Linked DNA regions of Zea mays: regions 1, 2 and 3 are each linked to region 4. Evidence: chromatin contacts called from public Hi-C data. All regions are on one chromosome and are shown on one strand. Each heading gives the region's core, a stretch centred on a gene start, on an enhancer-like site or on the middle of the called end of the contact. The rest is flanking DNA. Distances are from core to core; before and after follow the strand shown.

Region 1 (3,126 bases), core at 368-2,867, 180 kb before region 4:
GCCTTACAATTGTTAAAAGATAAACTGCATCTGCATGTATGTATGTAAATGGCAAGCTACCCTATGACAGAGGCACACGCGACATCCATGATCCATACGTACGTCTGAGATAATCTGAAACGGACAAACAGAACACGGCGCGTGCCCTTCGTTGTCACGAGGGAGCACAACACCGAGCCGAAATCTGGGTGGAAGCTAGCGTGCGAAAGCCTCGATCGGTACAAGTCTAATAGTTCCAAACGCTTGGTGGCAGGGGCAAGCATCCCCCAAATTTCTTCCCCAGCACTAGCAGTTACCTGTGCTTTTCGTCAGCAACAGCATGGTTAAGAACCAGCCTGGCCTTAGGTGGGAGGGTGGGAGTTTACTGGTGTTTGTTTGCTTCCCCAGTTCCAAAAACAAGGGCGTCGTTTTCTTTTTTCTTTCCTCGTGCGTGGACACAACTTTTAGACTATCTCTAACAGACTTCTCATCCCATTCTCAATCTTACTTTTTATTTCAAACTTTACTCTACAAACATTACAGTTTATAATGAAAGACATTACTTTGTACATCCATTTACACGGCCTGCTGAAGATAGCTTTGTGGGGGGCAAGCTGCTAGCAAGCGTACTTTGAGAATCCCTTGGTTCTCACTATCTTCAGCAGCTTTTCTTTATATATCCCTTTTTCATTGTCCCCACTAAAAAAATATTATCTCCTGTATTTGTTATTTACCTCTTTGGGGCGTACTCTATATCTCATTTCTTTATACATAAATATTTATATTAAAGATATATTTCGCTCAAGATGCATCTAGCGTCCCCAAAAAGAATGCTATACTATTAGTACTATAGTAGCACTAGTAGTACGCATTGCCTCAGCTCAGCTTGCACGGAGACAGACAGACAGACAGACACTCCCAGTGTCCCAGCGCGCATAGGCCTTCTGTGATGCTACTCTGGCTCAGCATCCTCCGTCCATCATCCATGGAGAAACAGCTCTCATGCTCACGTACATGGCGTGTCTCGCGCTTGGGCGCGGCCGCTCGACGGAGGTCGACTGGTACTACCGCAGAGAATGCGGCCGGGGTGACGGTCCGATGGGCAGCACAGCAGCTAGCGCTCTGGATCCAAAGCCAACCACATGGCTGACTGTGATTGGCAGGCTTCAGCCTGACTGCCTGCCTACCGCCATGGATCCTGTTCCTACAAAGTACAAACCCGTCTGGGGCCTCCAGAGCTACTAATTAATCTGCAAGCTAGCAGCTTGTGCTACTGCTATCTATCTACGGCATCATGTTAGCCTGTCTAGTGCGTGTTTACGTACCCCAGACACCCAGCCCGGCCGGTTTGATTAGTGGAAAATAAAACAGAGTCTGCTGCCTACAACTACAACGACGAAGCCGATAATCCGGCCGGTAGTATGATTTCCCGTACGTACGTACGTACGTACCTACAACGAAGCCGCATGCTTTCCACCCTCCCCGCTTGGACCGGAGCACCGGGTTCCCGTGGAGGTCCACCGTGCCGTCCTGCGTGTACTCATCGTCGTCGCCAGCGCCCGCCTCCAGCCTCTCCGCCATGGGGTGACCTGACCTCTCTCTCTCTCTCTCTCTCTCTCTCTCTCTCTCTCTCCAGCAGCTCCAGGCCGCTGATCTAGCTCGTGTGCCAGCTCTAGCAGCTGGTGGGCGCGCTTTATATAAGCCCCGGTCCTCCACGGGCCGGGTCAACGTGGGACTGAAACTGTGTGTAGGACTAGGAGAGCTGCTTTTCAGTTTCCATTCAGGTTTGGAACTCTTCACTTCGGATAAGCTACACTCCATCGACCATTCATTCATTCATTCATGCATGGGTTAACAAAGCTTATTAATTAGTTCCTCTGTTCTAAGAGCAAGTACAATAATGAGCTCTAAACCTACTTACATGACATTTTTTTCTTTTTCTTACGTGGAAGAGAGACATCAAAAGGTAGAGGGAGTTGGCTCTAATGTAAGAGCTAGGTGATACATGAGCTTTAAGATAAAAGGATGAAAAAGAAAGTGACAAGGGATTCATCTAAGAGCCAAGCTTAGAATCAATTTTATTATATGAGTGTGATTATTATTGACAATAAATGACATGGTAAAAAAGTTAGAGCCAACAACAAGCTCTATTATTAAACTTACTCTAAGGATATAAGGGCATGTACAGTGGAGAGACACCAAAACGGTTCTCCAAGCACAGGAGAGAACTAAGAGACTCTATTGTACAATGGAGTGTCTCTAAACGTAGTCTGTTAATAAATACAGAATTAAATGTATTTGTATAGCATCAGATCGATAGAACAGACGACAAATTCGTACAGTGGGAAGTGAGGCGTCTGTTGTTACTTGGTTTACGAGCCAGATGCGTCTCTTCACGGAGAGACGGCTCTAAGATTTTTTTGCAAATAACCCCCTAAAACACCTTAAGAGCCCCCACATTAAACACCACTGTACATGCCCTAAAGGATAGTAACTTAGAAGTTGAAAGATTGATTCAATAATGCATCAATTAATGCAACGGAAACTGTGCTAGTCTAGTATTAGTACGTCCGTTTCAAACAAGGCCCCTGGGTTCAACTCCGGGCCTCTCCGGCCGACCAGCTCCCAGATGGCATGTGTGGCGGCGAGCGCAGGGCATATCACCGGTCGCGAGCAGGCACGCGTAGCGGCGTAGGTATCTCGTGTGTCGATTGCTGCGGCCCTAGGCTAGTAGTAGGCTAGCCCCCGATCGAGTGTGTCCACGCGCAACGGACAAAGATGAGTAGTACTACGTCGTCGCCTCGCCAGGATCCGGCGGCAAGCAGAAAAACCAGCTCCAGTAGCTGGGGGCGGGGTATCCATCGATCGGACGAGTCAACAAGACAAGTAGCCATGCCCCATGCAGTAGGCTCACTTGCCCAGACATCCTGGCCTAGTCCGGATTGGCTTGAGATGAATGAAGACTTCTCAGCGCACGAGCTAGATTGGCTGATTGAGATGCAGACGAAGAATCCGACCCACCCACCACCCAACTGGAACGGGCGGGCGGCGGCTTGTTGGGCGTAATTTATACACGGCTTCGATCCCACCTGTCGGAGATCACGAGGAGGATCTCCCATTCCCATGCATGCGTCGACCCGTTCCACG
Region 2 (3,218 bases), core at 275-2,774, 240 kb after region 4:
TGGAGCGGCTAAAGCCGAGGGTCGAGGCACAGGAGAGAGGGAACTAGGCTCTCAAGTAAAAGTACCCGATCGGACTAAACCCGCAAGAGAAGGTGAAGCTGGAGAAGGAGCACATGTGGTTGTTCATGGATGACAGCATCAAGGACCTCGCCAACATTTCCATGGAGTAGATCAACGCCACCGAGCTCACCAAGAACGATGTCGACATCCGGTTCAAGTGTACATCCACTCTGCGCCTGCTGCAATGCTGATTTAATTGTTGCTCTTAACACAGCCATTTGCGATTCAGTTTTTGACAACTCTGATATTTAGTCCTTGATGCACTATTAGATGATTGTGTCGTGGTATTTGAGATATGTGAGCCTCATGATGCAGTATAGTTGCAGGAACCTGCTAACACAGCTTCACTTCTAACTCCCTCTCACTGTATTTCCCTTTCTTTGTAGCTATAGCCTTTTACCAAACTTGTCACTCATTGGAAATTTGGCCTACAACATGAATAACTTGGGTTCAAGTGAGGCCTTGTTCGTTTACGTCGGATTGCACCCGAAATCGTTCCGGCTAATCAAAGTTTATATAAATTAGAGAAGCAATCCGATTAGGAATCGTTCCGACCCACCAATCCGGCATAAACGAACAAGACCTGAAGGAGTAGGTTGTGTGCATGGTCGCTGATTCCAAAAGGGGTTGTGGCGTTGTTTTTGGAGCTGAAACATTTCAGGTTTTCTTTGTGAAGGACGGAAACGACCTGTGTATAGGTTCACATAGATTTTGTTTCTTCCCTCCTCTTTATTAGCAACCTTAGTTTTCAGTTAATATGTTTAAGTAGGTTCTATTTAATTTGTTGTTTGCCCATAAGAAGTTTCATATTTTTTGGAAAAACATATTATATGAATCAGATTTAAACGGATGGATAGAGTTTGTAGATTATGACCATCCTTTACAGAATCATTTGTGATTAGCGATAAAGAAAAGTGTTGGAGTGGATGTCACGTGGAATGAAAAGTTTTCTATTTCAATCTATTAGAATTGCAGTATGCCCTGCATACTAATAGGACACATTTGAAGTATAGTGGAGCTTGTGCAATGAGGTGTTCCAGTGCTACCGCCACCATTTAAAATTTGGAATAATGGATCTATATTTTAATTTTTTTAATTTGTTTCTTCAAAATTTGTTCAGAATAAAGCACCAACTTTTACAGTTTCTAAGTTACATATTTATCATAGTGATGTTTGTTATCCTTTATCTATATTTTACACTAATTTTTAACTTTCGTGGCAACGCATGGGCATATATATCTAGTTTAATATTATTTTTATATCAAGGATTAGCTTTAAGGGTATTTCTGCAAAGTCCCAAGGACCTAGGTGTAAGGATTCTCCATGGCCTGAGGATGGCAGGTTGATTATGCAAAAAGGTAGGGGCTCTTTATCAAAAGTTCAATCTTAGATCAGCGACACTAGTTTAATCCACGAACTTCGGCTTAATCCTATGCGTTCGCTTCAATCCCGATGGCCCAGATTGAATTCGTCATGATCTAATATTATCCATTCAATCCAAATTGGACGGCACCTGGATCTTCTTCCTCCCCCGTCCACAACCGAGCTGGCTCCCATGCTTTCTGTGGCAGCGCTTTCACCGGCTCGACGTCCAACCATTCCCTGGTGAACTAATCACCCTCGTATGAAGCTATATGAAGTAGGCCTCGCGCGAAAAGAGTAGGGACTTCTCACTGACGTTTAAGGCGATGACAACACAGCCCACTGCTCGGTGCAGAACCGTGGCGACGACCCAGTTCCAGTGAGAAATTCCTTGCTATAGGCAGATGTGTCTTATGCGCAAATGAGTGCTATAGGCAGATGTGTCTTCTCACCGTCAGTTGGGGCACGGCGGATCCGCTATAACTTCTGTACTCCGGTGAGAAATCACCACGCGCTGTCGACCTCCCATATCCTGGAAACCCTTTTGCACGATCCTCACAACCCAGCGATGCTCCCAAACCACCCCACCTGTTTTGAATGGCCCCATAGGCGAGATTCCACGGTGGCGGTCATCTTCTCTGTGTTCTCTCTCTCCCTCGGTCCCTCCCTCACGACTTTACTCCGGTGACTTTGAGGTGGCACATATATGGCTCGAGGGTGGCAAGGCTCCCACATATATACTCTAGGGCATCAATGACCGAGACCTCCCAACTAAATGACTGATTTCCTATGGAATGTGATTGGGTACACAAAGTGCTGAAATTTCAGAATGCAGGGAAATCTGTCACTTTATATGGTGATGATGTGCATCAGGTTTCAGCAATTCAGGAAGTATCAGCACTACAAGTGCAAAAATGGGTGACAGGAAATGACATTTGGGCCATGGTCCTAGTGGAGTCTACATCTGATTCTGGTATTCAGACTAATAAAGCTGATATTCAGTTGTTGCTACAGGAGTTTGATGACCTGTTTACTGTCCCCACCCAGTTGCCACCCATGAGACAGTTTGATCACTGCATACCACTAATGCCTGGATCAGTGCCTGTAAACTCTAAGCCTTACAGGTACTCCCCCTTTCACAAAGATGAGATAGAAAGGCAGGTCACTACACTACTGCAGGCTGGTTTGATCACCCCTAGCACCAGTCCTTTTGCTTCACCAGTCCTTCTAGTTAAAAAAAAGATGGACCCTGGCGTTTTTGTGTGGACTATAGGAAGTTAAATGATCTCACTATCAAGAACAGATTTCCGATGCCCCTAGTGGAAGAAATTTTGGAAGAACTAGCGGGTACACAATATTTTACCAGTCTAGATTTCACTGCAGGCTACCATCAGATTCGAATGCAGGAATCTGAGGAATACAAAACAGCTTTCAAAACTCACCAGGGTCATTACCAGTTTGGGGTCATGCCCTTTGGTCTTACCAACGCCCCAGCTACTTTCCAGTGCGCTATGAATTTCATTCTAGCTCCTTTTCTCAGAAAATTCGTAATGGTATTCCTGGATGACATTTTAGTGTATAGTGGTTCTTGGGCTGAGCACTTACACCACTTGAGGCTGGTGTTTGATATACTCAGGGAGCACAAATTTTTTCTGAAGAGATCAAAGTGTGCTTTTGGCAAAACCGAGTTATCATATTTGGGACATATCATTTCACAGCAAGGAGTAGCTGCAGACCCTTCCAAGACTGAAGCAATGCAAAAGTGGCCTACTCCTTCATCTGTTTTTGAGTTGAGA
Region 3 (3,412 bases), core at 593-3,092, 150 kb after region 4:
GCGCCGCCTGCGTCACTCCGACTGCTGTGCCACTCGACAGAGTGAGGCTGACAGCAGCTAAGTCCAGCCTCGGGCGCCATAGGAAGCTCCGCCTCGCCCGACCCCAGGGCTCGGGCTCAACCTCGACGATGGACGACGAACTCCGCCTCGCCCGACCCCAGGGCTCGGACACGGCCTCGGCCTCGGAAGACGGTCTCCGCCTCGCCCGACCCCAGGGCTCGGGCTCAACCTCGATGCTGGACGACGGACTCCGCCTCGCCCGACACAGGGCTCGGACTCAGCCTCAGCCTCGGAAGACGGTCTCCGCCTCGCCCGACCCAGGGCTCGGACTCAACCTCGACCTCGGAAGACGGACTCCGCCTCGCCCGACCCCAGGGCTCGGACTCAGCCTCGACCTCGGAAGACGGACACGACCTCGACCTCGGAGGAGCCGCCACCTCGCCCAAACTCGGGTCCGGACCGGCCACGTCGCCAGGGGGGCCATCATTACCCTACCCCTAGCTAGCTCAGGCTACGGGGAACAAGACCGGCGTCCCATCTGGCTCGCCCCAGTAAACAAATAATGATGGCGCTCCGCGTGCTCCATGACGACGGCGGCTCTCAGCCCCTTACGGAAGCAAGGAGACGTCAGCAAGGATTCGACAGCCCCGACAGCTGTCCTTCCGCAGGGCTCCAGCTCTCCTCCGACGGCCACGCCATCACATGAACAGGGTGCCAAAACCTCTCCGACTGCCACGACGGCATGTACTTAGGGCTCTAGCTCCTCTCTGCTAGACACGTTAGCACACTGCTACACCCCCTATTGTACACCTGGACTCTCTCCTTACGCCTATAAATGGAAGGTCCAGGGCTCTCGTATGAGAAGGTTGGCCGCGCGGGAGAACGGGCCGGCGCATAAGGCTCTCGCTCTCTCCCACGCGAACACTTGTAACCCCCTACTGCAAGCGCATCCATCCGCCCTGGGCGCAGGACAACACGAAGGCCGCGGGTTCCCCTTTACTGTTCTCCCCTTTTGTGTCCCGTCTCGCGCCGACCCATCTGGGTTGGGACACGCAGCGACAATTTTCTCGTCTGTCTAGGGAGCCCCGGGGTCGAAACGCCGACAGTATGTAAAAGATGGTGTTACATCGGGTATCTACAGAATTTTTTCCGTTGTAGATGGCTTTAAAGAGCTCTTCTGGTCGCGTCGTGTTCGAGAAGAAATAAAACATCAGGCAGTTGGATACAGGTGTGGCACATGCGTAAGCCTGAACACGGGACAGAAGCCCTCAGAATCAGCTTATAATAATATATAGAAATCCATTTCTATTCCAAGCTTCAAATATATAGCTCCACACTAAAGCATCATCATGTACATTGAGTCTATGGCTGTAACAGCTAGCTAGTAATAGTCACCGGCAATTAGTACAGTAGCGAACATATAAGCACTGCTGCACGAGCTACAAGCGGTGGTGGGCGCAGGGGGCACTGCCGTCGTCGAAGTTCTGGTAGTAGCTATGCAGGTCATACCCGAACCTCACCGCGGTTCGCCTCGGCCGCGCTGCGCGTCTTCTCCAAGAGCGACTCAACCTCGACAGCAGCCGCTTCACCGCCGCAGCTGGCCGGCGGCCGCCGCTCCTGGCGTGGACGAGCCTCCCGCCCAAGCCGCTGCCCCCGGTGTACGGGCCTAGCAGAGACACCGCCGCCATGATCGTTCACTCAGTCGGTTCTCACAGGTCACGGACGCTCTTTGCCACTAACCAACTAGCTAGCTAGATGCTCTGTCTGCTTCGAGCTGGAGTAGGTAGGTGAGGTCTATCTGTGAATCTGTGTGCTGCAGCTGTAGCTTCTGAAGATACTGTGCAAAACGAAGCCTCCCATGCGCAGCTTTATAAGCTCGGATGCTGGGAGCATTCCGACACGCGTCGACCGAAGACGCCACTCGGACCCACCAGCAGCACGCACTCACGTACATGGTGACGAGGCAATCCACTACGGCGATCGTTCGAAAGGTCCAAGCAGCTTCATTTCATGCATGCTTTTGTAAGCCGCCGTCATGCTCGTGCAGTCGAAAGAATCAAAGAAAGACAACCGTCGACCACCAACAATGGAAGCATGTGTACTTGCTTTAGTGACGACGACCTCGATCGCCAGCTAGATTGCTAGCTAGAGGGATGAGAGAGGTCGGCCATGGCAACCGGCGACACGGCGGCACCTGAGCTGCTTCCTGCCCGTCCATAGCCGAACTGCCGATAAGGTCGGCGGCTTCCTGCCCGTCCTGCCGCTGGATCATGCCACGTGCACAATGTGTTTGTGTTGCCTGTTGCGTGGCCGACCTAATCGACATGCATGCGGCAGAGGTTGACGGGGATGTTCGTTCTGCAGAACTCTCGGAACCCCGTCACATCGAGACTAGGAACCTAGTAGAGTGTATTGCTGACGCTGAATCATAATAATAACAACTGGTTATATTAATAACCTAGAGTATTATTGGAAAGAGCACTCCAAGCCACTCACCAAATTGGATAATTAATAATAACTGGTTATTACTATTTATTTTTGGATAACCTTATCCTTGTACTGAAGATGACTAAAGCTTAGGACGTGGATATTTCTTTTACAGCTGGAACATGCATGTATGCTCTTCTGATATCTCCAAAAAAGAAGAGAAAAGATGTCGTCGAGCTGAGTCATCATCAATGAATTTCCACATCCTAAGGAAAGGGAAATGGAATACTAGTCCTAGTAGTGTTATGCTAGAGTGAAAATCTACAGAAAAGGCGGAGAGCCTTTTTTAGGGAATATTGCGAAGCTTCTATTTTGGAAATATCACGAAAATGTATGGTCAGTAAAATGGCGGTCGTGGAATGGCAGTGTATATGAAGGGGGCTGAGGTAGTACAAATCATCCAAGTCATCATGGTATCAGGATGAGTCATGAGTCACTTGACATGTGTTTGGTTTCGGAACGACGTGGATCCGGTCGAAGTCGACCCATTTTTCTGGATTGGGTCAGATCCGTTCCTTATTTGGTTTAAGTGACAGGTTAAACCTATTATCTTGTTTGATTACAGGGTTAAACTGGGTTGGAGTTGTACCATCTCTTGTTTGTTTCGCGATGAGGGATGAACTGAATATGGTCTCCTTCCTGGTCATATTACCACATTCAGGATGGTATCTTCAATTCATTCAATTCAATAAGATGACAACAATCAAAATAAATGAAACCGACACTATTTTAATATTTGAGAAATCCATAAGCATAAGATATACATAAATTAAAGCCAATATTAACCAAGTCATAAATTTTTAGTGATGAGGTCTCATTGTTACATTTCAGCCATAATTAAAGGAACCTCCCAACAACATCAAGATGCATTTCAGTGAATTTGTAACATTTGCCATGACTAGCAGGCTTGTCTAGGCAATAACGA
Region 4 (3,353 bases), core at 536-3,035:
CGTGCAACGCCTCCTCCTCGGTCGCCCAGGAAGCTCCCTCGGTCACTCCCAGGTTTAGGGTATCCCACAAACTTGTTACTTACAACAAGGAATACCATATGGAGATGAGTAGATGACTATGAAGAGAGGGATCCCCAGATAAGAAGACTCAACGGCCCAGCCTCCCTACCCACATAGGCCCCACCTAGTCCCATCCTCTTTTGATTTTCCAGCTCTCCCATCCCACACCGGCACACCCCATCCCCACCTCCATTCGCGCCTCCTCTCCCACACCCACGCTTGTCCATTCGCCTCCTTGCCGGCACTTCGCGTTCCTGGCTTCCTCCCTCACCCCATCCTTGAAGAGATCTTCGCTCCCCCATCCCCACCCCACCACCAGCCTCCGCTGCCAACCCTGTCCAGCGGCGCCTCCATTGCCTGCCCACCCCCACCCTCCCCAAATCCCAAGTGGAGAAGCAAAGCCCAGCCCCTAGCCCCTGCTGCCAGTTTGGCCCAACCGCCAGTCAAGCCGCATCCCCTGGCACCTATACCCTTCTAAGGTTAGAAACAGTACAGCTCCCCCAACCCAAAACCTTAAGCCAGAGCTCCCTCGAGACGGAGGTCGCTGAAGATGTAAACCAATGGATTTGGCTTCTATTTCCTTCTTCCTTTATTGGTTTTGGTAATTCTGACAGTGAGTTTACTTTCGCTTTGGGCTCTCGATTTAGGGTCTGTTTGGTTGGGCTGTGGCTGTGAAAAAAGCTGTTGTGGGCTGTGAGCTGTGAGAAAAGCTGCTGTGGGCTGTGAGCTGTTAAAAATCTAAAAAGTGTTTGGTGGAAACCACTAAAAGTCGCTAAAAGTTTTTCCATATATATTTTCACAGTTCCATCCAAAAGCCGCTAAAAGCAGGTCCAGAGGTGCTTTCAGTTTTACATTGCAAGAAAGTCGGCTTTTAGAAAAAGCTGCTTCCTAGATCCAGCCCTTTGGTTTGGCTTTTGGCTTTTAGGAGGTAAAAGCCAAAGTCAAAAGCCAAACCAAACACACCCTTAGCTTAAATCAAGAGGCTCCCACTTCAGCTTTTACCATACCCTATATACACACAACTACACGGGACGGCTTACGTGAAAAATCAGCCACGGGCAATCAGCGATTAGGCAATCAAATCCGACGCAAACAGGAAACAGCGATACCATGAATAAACAAGATCTAATCGAATTTGTCATATAATCGTTTCAAATTTGTTGGCACTAAGGTTACCTAGAACCCAATCTACTGTATGGACAGCTCCCGCCGCCACATGAACGGCCAAAAACACGCACATAAACTGGTACCCACTACCCAGAAACCACCACGGCATCCAGACCAGATCAGAACGGGAGTGATCAGGAAAGGGAACCGGGCCATGAAGGTATCCGGCGCATCGCCAACGTACCTCCAGAACTCCTCAACGGTGTCGAAGGTGTAGGCCTTTTTGAGGGAGGTGCCCCACGCAGCCCCGGACTTGGTCTTCGTCTGGATGTCGTACCAGAAGGTCCACTGCCGGTGAAGCTTGTGCGGACCCTTCGCCTCCGTAGCGGCTCCGGCCTCGGGCGCCGCCACCTCAGGGGTCGTCGTCGCGACCGCAGCAGCTGGAGCCTCGACCGCAGTAGCTGGAGCCTCGACCTCCGCCATGTCGCAGCGCCGCCGTTTTTCGAGGGGTCTTTTCTGGGAGGGGGAGGGGGGAGGTCAGGGTGTGACCGTGTGAGAGAGAGACGATACGTGAAGGGTTGCGGCGGACGAAGATACGCGAAGGGGAAAAACGGAGAGAACGGAGAAGGCTTCCGGCTCTTTGAGGAATGAGGAGACGAAGAAAAAAAGGCGTGTTTGGAACGCGCGTGTAATAAGATTGGGCTCCGGCCCAGTTTATGTTGGATTGCACACAAATCTTAGCACACTTCTTTTTGCTAGCTTAGAGCATCTTCTCAAACAGATCCCTATTAACGCTCCGGCCCAGTAGTCTCTATCTCAATCTTAAATCTTAACTAAGTGAACGTCTATGCGTTGTTACGGAGTAAACATATTATAATAAATATATTAGAATTAAAAATACTAATTACTATTTTATATTCTTGTTAGCATCTTTTAAAAGTTACGAATTTGTACATATATTAAAAGCTTTACACATCGAACAAATCCAACATATACAATAAAATGAATTACTCATCGGCCACTCACGTAACCTGCTCTAGTAACCCGAAGCAACCAAAACAGGGCAATGATCAACAACCACCTTGTGCTAAGGTAGAAAAATAACAAGCAGAAAGTTATAATACAAGATATCATGCATTGCATGAGTACAAGCACATGTAGGTTTACCAAATAGGTCTGTTATAAGGAAACAAAACTTGATGCAACTCGTAGATGAATCAACAATTGTTCTGTGGACTGAAGGAGAAACTGCTTGAGTAAAGAAAAAAAATCAGTTAGCAGCACCTAAAGGTCCTTCGACTTTATACAGCTTTCAAGTATATTTTAATTACCTACGTAATCCCAGTGTTTCGACAAACAGGAATGTTCAGCGTACAACTTTCAAGTATATTTTAATTGATATTAAACTTTATCACCGAACTGTTGATGATGTCCTACTTAAATGCTTGGGCCAAGATGATGCTATATTAGCTATGGTCGAAGTGCATGAAGCGATTTGTGGTACTCATCAATCGACTCCAAAAATGAAGTGGTTGTTGATAAGGTCTAGTTTCGATTGGTCGGACATGATAGATGATTGTTTAAAATATTACAGAGGATGTCAAGTATGTCAGAAGTTTGGTGATCTACAGCCAGTCCCCGCAGCCGAACTACATCCTATTATCAAACCTTGGCCCTTAGGGGGTGAGGTTTGGACTTTGTAGGAGAAATTCATCCTTCATCATCAAAAGGACATCGATTTGCGTTGGTTGCCACAGATTACTTCACCAAATGGACCGAATTCGTTGCTCTAAAGAACATGACACAAATTTGATGTTCCCCAAACTTTGACTATAGACCAGGGGACTTCTGTTATGTTAAAGAAGATACGTGAGTTTGCTGAATTATATAAGATCAAGTTGCTAATTTCATCTCCATATCATGCTCAGGCCAATGGACAGGCCGAGTCTAGTAATAGGATGTTGATTAGCCTTATAAAGAAGAAATATCTAATCATCCTAGACATTGGCATAAGGTTTTGTCTGAGGCTTTGTGCGCTCATAGAATATCTAAACACCATGCTACTAAGTCTCTCTTTTTGACCTTGTTTATGGATAGGAAGTTGTTTTGCCTGTGGAGATAAGCCTAAATGTTGTTAGGTGTGCCAGGCAGAATGATCTAGCATTCGAAGATTACTATAATTTAAT

What was found. Hi-C and Micro-C count contacts between places; a contact is called where the count stands out from the background.
Region 1: a contact with region 4 is called in a Hi-C map of leaf, with 3 times the contacts expected there. The contact joins the promoter of LOC100192842 here to the promoter of LOC541708 in region 4. A contact is called at or near these places in 8 of 25 Hi-C or Micro-C datasets (bundle sheath, ear, endosperm and 3 more).
Region 2: a contact with region 4 is called in a Hi-C map of bundle sheath, with 3 times the contacts expected there. The contact joins the enhancer-like site here to the promoter of LOC541708 in region 4. A contact is called at or near these places in 4 of 25 Hi-C or Micro-C datasets (bundle sheath, ear, leaf and 1 more).
Region 3: a Hi-C map of bundle sheath shows a contact between it and region 4, with 2.7 times the contacts expected there. The contact joins the promoter of LOC100278716 here to the promoter of LOC541708 in region 4. A contact is called at or near these places in 2 of 25 Hi-C or Micro-C datasets (bundle sheath and ear).

What each region holds. Positions count from the first base shown.
Region 1 is chr5:31,420,853-31,423,978 of Zm-B73-REFERENCE-NAM-5.0, forward strand. It overlaps LOC100192842 (Protein NRT1/ PTR FAMILY 5.2), which reads right to left and starts at 1,618. Exons shown (of 3, transcript NM_001138032.1): 1 at 1,431-1,618. The coding sequence starts at 1,560.
Region 2 is chr5:31,841,072-31,844,289 of Zm-B73-REFERENCE-NAM-5.0, forward strand. It overlaps LOC103626186 (a long non-coding RNA gene), which reads left to right. Exons shown (of 2, transcript XR_552754.4): 2 at 1-514. Among protein-coding and RNA genes, the nearest start is that of LOC103626186, 3.7 kb to the left of the region's middle. Within about 2 kb of position 1,525, at least 8 of the 20 cell types and tissues checked have an H3K27ac peak or open chromatin away from gene starts, as enhancers often do. A contact at or near this core is called in bundle sheath and leaf, where this site is marked.
Region 3 is chr5:31,745,960-31,749,371 of Zm-B73-REFERENCE-NAM-5.0, forward strand. It overlaps LOC100278716, which reads right to left and starts at 1,843. Exons shown (of 1, transcript NM_001328336.1): 1 at 1,283-1,843. The coding sequence starts at 1,688. The coding sequence ends at 1,440.
Region 4 is chr5:31,597,058-31,600,410 of Zm-B73-REFERENCE-NAM-5.0, forward strand. It overlaps LOC541708 (eucaryotic initiation factor 7), which reads right to left and starts at 1,786. Exons shown (of 5, transcript NM_001111447.2): 1 at 1,412-1,786. The coding sequence starts at 1,650.